Regions from separate parts of the Danio rerio genome. Here region 1 is linked to region 2. Evidence: chromatin contacts called from public Hi-C data. All regions are on one chromosome and are shown on one strand. Each heading gives the region's core, a stretch centred on a gene start, on an enhancer-like site or on the middle of the called end of the contact. The rest is flanking DNA. Distances are from core to core; before and after follow the strand shown. Region 1 holds the start of prrg4 (proline rich Gla (G-carboxyglutamic acid) 4 (transmembrane)). Region 2 overlaps wt1b (WT1 transcription factor b).

What was found. A called contact is a pair of places that touch in the nucleus more often than the background predicts.
Region 1: a Hi-C map of an unstated tissue shows a contact between it and region 2, with 5 times the contacts expected there. The contact joins the promoter of prrg4 here to the enhancer-like site in region 2. A contact is called at or near these places in 2 of 18 Hi-C or Micro-C datasets (caudal fin and an unstated tissue).

The regions. Positions count from the first base shown.
Region 1 is chr18:48,631,254-48,635,936 of GRCz12tu, forward strand. prrg4 (proline rich Gla (G-carboxyglutamic acid) 4 (transmembrane)) reads left to right here and starts at 3,027. Exons shown (of 7, transcript NM_001017637.2): 1 at 3,027-3,185; 2 at 3,424-3,536. The coding sequence starts at 3,434. It also overlaps a transcript of wt1b not described here.
Region 2 is chr18:48,558,707-48,563,604 of GRCz12tu, forward strand. It overlaps wt1b (WT1 transcription factor b), which reads right to left. Exons shown (of 9, transcript NM_001039634.3): 6 at 4,297-4,444; 7 at 3,301-3,390; 8 at 2,314-2,406; 9 at 1,274-2,214. The coding sequence ends at 2,093. It overlaps kifc3 (kinesin family member C3), which reads left to right. Exons shown (of 21, transcript XM_073929675.1): 21 at 1-418. Among named protein-coding and RNA genes, the nearest start is that of wt1b, 24 kb to the right of the region's middle. Within about 2 kb of position 3,380, at least 4 of the 62 cell types and tissues checked have an H3K27ac peak or open chromatin away from gene starts, as enhancers often do.

The DNA of each region.
Region 1 (4,683 bases), core at 1,777-4,276, 72 kb after region 2:
GTTGTGGAGCCGATTGTCTCTGTTTTCGGCTCATGTTTGAAATGTCAAAGACATTAAAATATTTGTGATATCTCAAGTCTTACACACACGTTAAACTGTTTTTGTACGGTAAATTTAACGAGTACAATTTAATAATCACTCTGTTCCATTACTTTGGTTGCCTAAAGTTTGTGTAATATTAAAATGTACTTTTATTTTGCAAGCACACATTGTTATTTACTGAAAAAAAATAGTTTTGGTAAATTTCAATCAAAATCTGACCATTTGCTTCTGTGTTTGGAGAGGTGGTGCTTCTCTGATGATGTCAGTTTGATGCTTTATTCCTAACCACGCCCCTCTTACCACTAGTTTGCTGTGAGGGAATGTTACACAAAATGAAATGCCCGCCTCCTACTCAATATTCCATGTCAGTTGGAAGTACATCAACATACTTGAAAGTCTCAGCAACTTCCAGTTCACTTGGACTTTAAATGAAAGGGATTACACTTTACTATACTCTTACTTTACACTGCATTGTACTCTATAGTAATGCAAGTGAACAGTCTTTGTACATCTATAGTCACTCAATGTTGGGTCAAATATAGACAAACCCAACAGTTGGGTTAAAATGTGTATTTAAATTTAATTGGAAAAAGCGTTTGGGTTTATTGGGTTGACTGAAAAGTTGCTTTATGCCAAGCTGCTGACCATCTCTTTATGAGCACAGTGATGAACATATCTTGTAAAGCTCTATTTCAGAAGGATAAAGCACCATGTCACTCTATATACATGACAGTGAATTCACTAAACTCATATATCCTCAATAGTCACCAATCAAATGTATAATCTATGTGATGAGCTGGACATACATCATGAAATGTGCAGCCAACAAATCTGAGCAGCTTTCATCAGACAAACATTGCCCAAAAGCTAACACGTAAAGCAACCAATCACAGTTTGTTTAGTATAGTGTCATGTTTAAGGCTATGAAAATGTAATGCAGATGCAATAATAGCAGACTAGAGCGTAAAACTCTCAACTTTGCCCATAGAAATTGATGATAAATAAAACAGCTATTGACCAATCAACATCAAGGATTGGACCTATCCTTTTGGCAACAAGTTTTTGGTGCCATCTAGTGATCCATTTACGTAAAATCAACCTGTGGTTCATAGCCTATGCTAAATATTCATCTATTTTCTTGTCGGCTTAGTCCCTTTATTAACACAGCGGAATGAACCGCCAGCTTATCCAGCAAGTTTTTAAGCAGCGAATGCCCTTCCAGCCGCAACCCATCTCTGGGAAATACGCTAAATATATTTCACCAAAAAATGTAACTGCTAATTTGGCAACCAAGATGAAGTTGATTTGGTTTTTCCACAGTAAAACATTGAATTTTTAGCTGAACCTGAATGTTTAACAGTCATTGGCACTGCATAAAACTAAATAAATACACGTGGCTCCTGATAATACATTGAGATCTTTTAAAGCAAAACATTTAGTCTGTGCAAGAAACTAAAGAGACTGTTGATTAATGGTATAATGTTGTAAATAATCTTCAAAATACATCTTGAATGCCCTTACAATAATTCGTTTTTTCAAAAGGATATTAATAATTGCAGTTAAATTATGGTAACCACAAACTAACTATGGTTTTACTGCTGTAAACATAGTTTGACCATGATATTCATAGTAGAAATGTTATGCAAATGATAATTAATAAGCCAAAAACATTATCGTTACAAATGCAGGCTAATAAAGCCCTATAAAGTGATTCTTTTAATTAATCGTAAACTAGTAAGTACTTTTATTGTTGTTTATGAATGTGAAATATAAAAATAGGTTTAATATATTCAATATATTTTTCTTTTTTGTTTTTATCAATTATAATAATCCACATCAAAATTACGAACGAAACCGTGTACTAAACCGCAAATATAATGAATGTCTGACCAATTAGTAGCCAAGACACTTAAATAAATAAATAAATAAATAAATAAATAAATAAATAAATGTAACCCTATTTACCTCGTGCTAAACATAGTATCTGGGCGCAGTTGTACAGCTTGCTCTGCGTGGGAAATTACAAAATTTAAAATAATAAAAATTATGAATTTTAGGATCTAAACCTGAGTAGCGTAAAGTGACGTCACACCTATTGAATATTCATGAACAAAAAAAAACTGACCAAAAAAAAAAGAATTACTCCGAGGGGAAAATTTCTTTGGAATTCTTTAATAGATAAAATTAATTGGAAAAAAGCTTGGCTCTTACCTTACAAATTGTGTGTTCCCAACAAAGTTAAAGAACTACATTTAAAAGTTTTACACAATATTTACCCCACAAATGAGATTGTTTCTAAATTTGGTAATTCTAATTCAAATTGTGTCTTTTGTAAATCAAGCATCGAATCAATTGATCATCTTTTTGCCAAATGCCCACATGTTAATATGTTTTGGTCTGATTTATCTGTTTATTTTTCATCAAAATGTAAGTTTAACATTAATTTTTCCATGTGTGATATAATTTGTTACTTTTATCATGAAAAACATGACATAGAATTTATAGGTAATTTATTTATTTTATTGGGTAAATATTATATTCATAAATGTAAATTTTCTTTATCAGTACCTAAGATGCAGAATTTTCTCTGTGACTTAAACTGTTTAATAACTACTCTACAAAATGTTTACAGCAAAAAAAAGTGTTAAAACTGTGAAATTTTATATAGACTTTATGAATATCGTTTAATTTGATAATCTGCCTCTGTACTCGGTAGTTTTTTCTTTTTTCTTTTTTTATTTACCTTTGTACTTGTTGTCATCCATTGTTATGATTAATATGTTTGTATTGTTAAAATACAAAAAAAAAAAAAACTGACCAGCACTCACAACGTCTGCCAGGTAGGCGTTACTTGGTTGAACGTCATGAAACTTAACAAATATTCATAAGCAAAGCCTTCGCAATAGTATGTTTCAGGGTTCATTTTCTTTCTCCGCTTTTCTAGTTAGGAAGTTCGATTAGTCAGGTCTGACCAGGTGTTTCCCAGCTCTACGGTTTGTGTGTGTGTGTTGTGAAGTTGAACAGCCGTTTCATTTCCTGGACCACAGAAAATGGCGTTTTGCCCAAACCATGAACGTCTTCAGGTGCTGTCTGGAAATTAATAAAAGTTTATAAACTCTGCACATATAAGTTACTATTGAAAGGTAAGTCCTATGCGTCTAATTCTGTCGATTTTAACCACGAAGGCTGATAAATCAAGTTGCTTTTCTGAATCGAAAACGAGCACAACCGAAACTAAAGCAGTCGTGGCTACGTTATTAGTTTGATATTAGTGTCTTTCTTCTGAATTGCTTCTATTCAGGTTCCCACATAACACAATATGGGTGTGTGTGGAATCCAGACGTCGTTAAACATCCAGAATTTTGTGTTTTTCTCTTACAGTTGACTAGAAATGCTTATATTTGTCCTCCTGCTGCTGTGTCATTTCACGTTATGTGGACACTGTGCGTGTACGAGGAAAACCCTTCAGATAGGAGCAGAACAAGAGAGTGAAGGTAAACAGTGTTTTAAAACAACCTTTAAACACTTCAATGTTTTTTTAAACCCAATGATGAAACTACTATTTACTGTTAACATACTGTTATTGAAATGCCATTTGAAATCCTGTTGTTCAGGTTTTATAAATTACGATTTGTCGTGTGTTTATATATATATATATATATATATATATATATATATATATATATATATATATATATATATATATATATATATGTATGTATGTATATGTATATATATGTGTATGTATATGTATGCCTGTTTATAACACACACGATAAATCATAATTAGGAAAACCTAGAAACATTGTGATCTGAACATAAACAACAGAAATGCCTTTGTGTGTGTGTTTGCGTGTGTGTATGCGTGTGTGCGTGCGTGTGTATGTGAGCACATGCAGCTATGGGAAAGTTATGTAATAATGAAAATAAATGACAATTGTTCATTAGTCATTAGTCTTTTTTTGTCAGGATTATTTAAGTTCATTTCACCAAAATATTGCTTTTTTAACTCTGAAGTTACAACCTTGTTATTTTGTTGTCTAAAAATAAAAATAAATGTAAACATATATTTCACTTTTTAACGTAATCTTCCTGCAACGGATGGAGATGCAACTTTTTTTGTATATAAAAAAAACTTTGTTTTTAATTTAGAAATATAGTTAGGAGTTTATATATATATATATATATATATATATATATATATATATATATATATATATATATATTTACATATTCACACATGCACATTAGGGCTGCACAATATTACAGTCGACCAGGAGGTACGGAATTGTATTTAATCAAAATCGTTATATGGTGGCTATATGGAATTTACATGATTCATGCAAAAAAAAAAATTTCTTTCTTTCTTAATTTTTGTCTTGTTTCTAATCCAAATATCTACATTTAAAAGCGAAAACAAGATTATTTTACTTACCAGATAATTTCCTTAAAACAAGCACAAAAAAACTCGTAATTTTAACTTATTTCTTCTGATGGTGAAAACTAAACAGTATTTTTACTTGACCTAAAATAATTTTTTCGATATTTGATCAAGAAACAGGACGAAACAAAGTAAGAAAAGCATTTTTTTGCATTGTGATTATTCAACTTCTGTCCCTGAATACTGTTAGGCTCCCCAGAG
Region 2 (4,898 bases), core at 2,130-4,629:
GAGATTTTAACTTTTAATTTTTCTTTTTTCATGCAAGAGCAAGTCAAAGTTTCACACCCGATAAGCTTGGAATGAGTCAGTGTTTAATAGTGGCAATAAGATGACCATGCAAACGTCTCTCAGTAGCATTTGAGTGTTTTTGTAAATAGAAACTTGAAGGCTGTTGAAAGCCCGAGCGTCTTCCTGACCCGTGCATGTGTTCAGTCTTCATTCTCAGACAATCTCTATCAGTTTTGTTGTGCAGTGCAGTCCGAGCAGTGTTTTTTTGGAAGAGGACGAGGAGTAGAGATGATGATGTATTGGACATCACTCTGTCTCTGGACTCTTGCTTGCTTGTGTTCACATTGTATGCAGTTTTGTTTTTGTACACTGTTTTTAATAAATGCTCTAAACCAACCTTTTAGGGGGACAAAACAAAGATATGCTTCTTGTATATTTGTGCGCTGTAAAAAATGCTGGCTTCATGTTGTCCAAACACAAATATATTCAGGGTGCTTTCATTAATTTAAACATTAATTTAAATATACTGAATAATTATATACTGTATGTGAACTATATATGTGTGTTCATTTATTAAAAAGTCCGAGGCGATTGTGCTCCACCAGAAAAAGGTGGTTTACCATCTCCAGGTTGGAGGAAAGTCCTTACCCCAGGTGGAGGAGTTCAAGTATCTTGGGGTTTTGTTCACGAGTGAGGGAAGGATGGAGCGTGAGATTGACAGGCGAATCGGTGCAGCAGTAATGCGGTCGATGTATCGGTCTTTTGTGTTAAAAAAAGGAGCTGAGCCGAAAGGCAAAGCTCTCGATTTACCAGTCAATCTACGTTCCTGCTCTCACCGATGGTCATGAGCTTTGGGTCATGACTGAAAGGACAAGATCTTGAATACAAGTAGCTGAAATGAGTTTCCTTTGCTGGGTGCTAGGGCGCACCCCTATAGATAGGGTGAGGAGCTCTGACACCCAGGAGGAGCTCAGAGTAGAGCCGCTGCTCCTCTACATTGAAAGAAGTCAGCTGAGGTGGCTCGGGTTTCAGATGTCTCTTGGACACCTACCTAGGGAGGTGTTCCAGTCATGTCTGACGGGTAGGAGGCCTCGGGTAAAACACAGGACACTCTGGAGGGACCATGTCTTTCGGCTGGCCTGGAAATGCTCAGGATCCCGCTGGAGGAAGTGTCTGGGGAGAGGGGAGTTTGGGCTTCTCTCCTAAGACTGTTGCTCCTGCGACCCGGCTCAGGAAAAGTGGTAGAGAATGAATGAATGAATGAATATAATAATACATGTGAAGATTTTTTATAGTTCTTTAAATCATTGCATCATATCATTTATTATAAAAAGACATTTTCAGAAATTCTGCTGTCACTCGTTAAATATGCACAAAGGCATTACAGTGCAGTGTTGTTGTTGTTTTTTTTCCAAAATTAAGATGACTTTAAATGACCCAGCACATCTTGTCAAACATACCGTATACCCAGTGCATTCAGCAGGTCATGCGTGTAAAAAGATCAAGTAGAAAAAAAGTAAAAACAGTTCTTATTTACAAAAAGAGATGATCCAATATTATCCAAACACACACACACACACACACACACACACTGTGTAAACGGCAGTGTTTCCATGTTGTGTCAAGTCTGAATGGATTCATTTTGCTAGTACAGTTGTGATGTCTGCGACACGGTGGCTCAGTGGTTTGCACGATTGCCTCACAGCAAGAAGGACTCTGGTCCGAGCCTCGGCTTGGTCATTTGGCATTTCTGTGTGGAGTTTGCATGTTCTCCCTGTGTTGGCATGGGTTTCCTCTGGGTGCTCCGGTTTCCCCCACAGTCCAAACACATGCAGTATAGGGAAATTGAATAAACTAAATTGGCTGTAGTGTGTGTGTGTGTGTGTGTGTGTGTATGAATGAGCAGTTGTGAGTGGATGTTTCCCAACAATCACTGTGTAAAACATATGCTGAATAAGTTGGCGGTTCATTCTACTGTGGCGACCCTTGATGAATAAAGGGACTATGCCGAAGGAAAATGAATGAGTTGTGATGTCATCAGGTCACCCCTGGTGTACGGGTCAGTGTGTGTGTTTCTGTGTGTGTGTGTGTGTCAGACGGTGGGCTGCAGTTTGCTCATGTTTCTCTGATGCATGCTGTGATGTCTGACCAGCTCATCTGAGCGAGCAAACTTCTTCTGACAGCTCGGCCAGCGGCACGTAAACGGCTTCTCACCTGAGACAACACACACACACACATTTTAATCAAGTCTGTTCATCCGCAACTAATGGATGAAATGGTTAATGAGAGGTTTGAAAGAGGAGTCTTACGCACTTGTTTTACCTGTATGAGTCCGCGTGTGTGTCTTCAGGTGGTCCGAGCGTGAAAACTTTCTCTGACACGTCTCACACTGAAAGGGTTTGACGCCTGCAGGATATCACACACACACACACACACACACAGCTGTCGGCTCATGGTATTTCATAAATGTCAAAGGGATTAATTAGTGCGAGGTGGAATTGTAGTGAACAGCATTTGATTGGTGGGAGGGGAATCTTAAGTGAGCACTTCCAAGTTTTCCTATTTTCTCTAGATTTGCCATTCATGAAGTACAATATTCATTCAACTTGGTCCCTAATTTATCAGGGGTTGCCACAGTGGAATGAACCGCCAAGTACAACATTCATTAGTGTTTTATTTAAATATGACAAGATTCTACAAATGATACTGTACAGGAAAATTATCCTTTGGATTATTAAAAATACTTAAATATTGGTGGTTGGTTGTATGTAAAAAAAAAAAAATATATATATATATATATATATATATATATATATATATATATATATATATATATATATATATATATATATATATATATAACATATATTATACATTATATATATATATAATACACACATATGTAGATGTTATGTAAAAAAATTATATATTTGTAAATATAATAATTTTTATATGTAAAAATAAATATACAGTTGAAGTCAGAATTATTAGCCCCCCTGAATTATTAGACTGCTTGTTTATCTTTTCCCCAATTTCTGTTTAATAGAGAGCAGATTTTTCCAACACATTTCTAAACATATTAGTTTTAATAATTAATTTCTAATAACTGATTTATTTGATCTTTGCCATGATGACAGTAAATAATATTTCACTAGATATTTTTCAAGACACTTCTATACATCTTAAAGTGACATTTAAAGGCTTAACTAGGTTAATTAGGTAAACTAGGCAGGTTAGGGTAATTAGGCAAGTTATTGTATAATGAATACAGAATGTGTGTGTGTAGGGGTGTTTTCTGACCTGTGTGTCTGCGCTGGTGTCTCTTCAGCTGGTCAGACCTGGAGAAGCGGCGGCCGCAGCCCGTGTAATCGCACTGATACGGCTTTTCCCCTGAACACCACACACACACAAAAAAAAACATAATCCTCAATCACATTAGTTTACATATCGCATTATATTTGTTAAGGACTAAACTTAAAAGACGCCAAACAAAATAGAAGTCTCTGGCGTAAACACAAAGCGTCCACACGAGGGCACTGTCTGAATGCCCGGGTTCTACTTGTTGTTTTCTCCAAGCGTCATAAATCAAGTGTTTATCAGTAAAACAGAGCTGCGAGGTCACATAACTCACTCCAGATGCTTATTATTTCTGTTCGTTCTTGTGCAACTTAGAGGGCCCAAAAAAGCACCGTAATCTAAAATCAACCAAGGCTACATTTGGTGTATGTATATATATATATATATATATATATATATATATAGGCCTACATACATACACACACACATATATATGTATTTATATACACAGTGCAGACCATGCTTTGATCATCTTTTAACCTTTTTGTTTCTATATTTGTGGAAAAGAAGGGCATATTGTCTCAATCACCTGTGATCTAATCCTGGCAGTTCTCTGGTTAACAGGCAGATTGCTAAAGGACTACAAATCCGCCAGTATATTGACCACAAGTTCCAGTCATGCACTGCTCACACGCACCTGTTTTGACCCTTGCCTAGTTTGTTTGTTTGTTTACGTTGTCTGCTGCCTGCCTGTACTGACCACTTGCCTGTGTAATGACCACGACTCGGGATTTCTTGTACACACCTGTTTTCCCCTGTGTTGACCGTGAACCGTCCCCTTCACATTACCCATATGATATTAAAACAACACCAGGTTGAGTAAATAATACTTTAGATTTTCATTTCATCTTTAAAAAAAATTAAAAAATTTGAATATACTAATTATTAATCTGAAGCTGGGTGTTAAGTCCTATATTTGTTGTGTGTGATGAAAATCACCTGTGTGTTTCCTGCCGTGCATCTGCAGATGGGACAGTTTGAAGTATCTCTTACTGCAGCCTGGATAAGAGCAGACGAACGGCCGTTTCTCACTGCTGTCTGATGATGATTTACCGGAGGAAGGGATGCCTGGTACTCGCCGCACATCCTGGACAGAACAAAAAAAAAACATTTAAAAACCGGAGTATAATTGGCAATCAACAAACTCCACTGGCCAACTCTGCTGCACTTCTGAGGCTCTGTTTGTTTGAAGTTCTGCATCTTATCTTGAGGCCTGGCAAATATCAGTGCAGCTTTTAAAAGCCTTGATGGGAAAGCTTTACCACTGTAAACATACATATATGCACATTATTCTCTGGACACTATCAGCCTTCCAGAGCTCTGATGGATGTTTATTAATACCAAACGCACGCATGCATTGAACACCAGCAGTCTGTGTACATTAAAAGACTTTCCTGAGTTAAGTCATGTTGGTGTGCAAACAGCCATAGATTTAATCCACCTCATGCATTCATATTCTGCACACCACTTTTGCATTCCTGGGTCAGTTTTGACCGGGTGGCAATATAAGCTTATATAACAGTCCTGATTTAACACTAAAA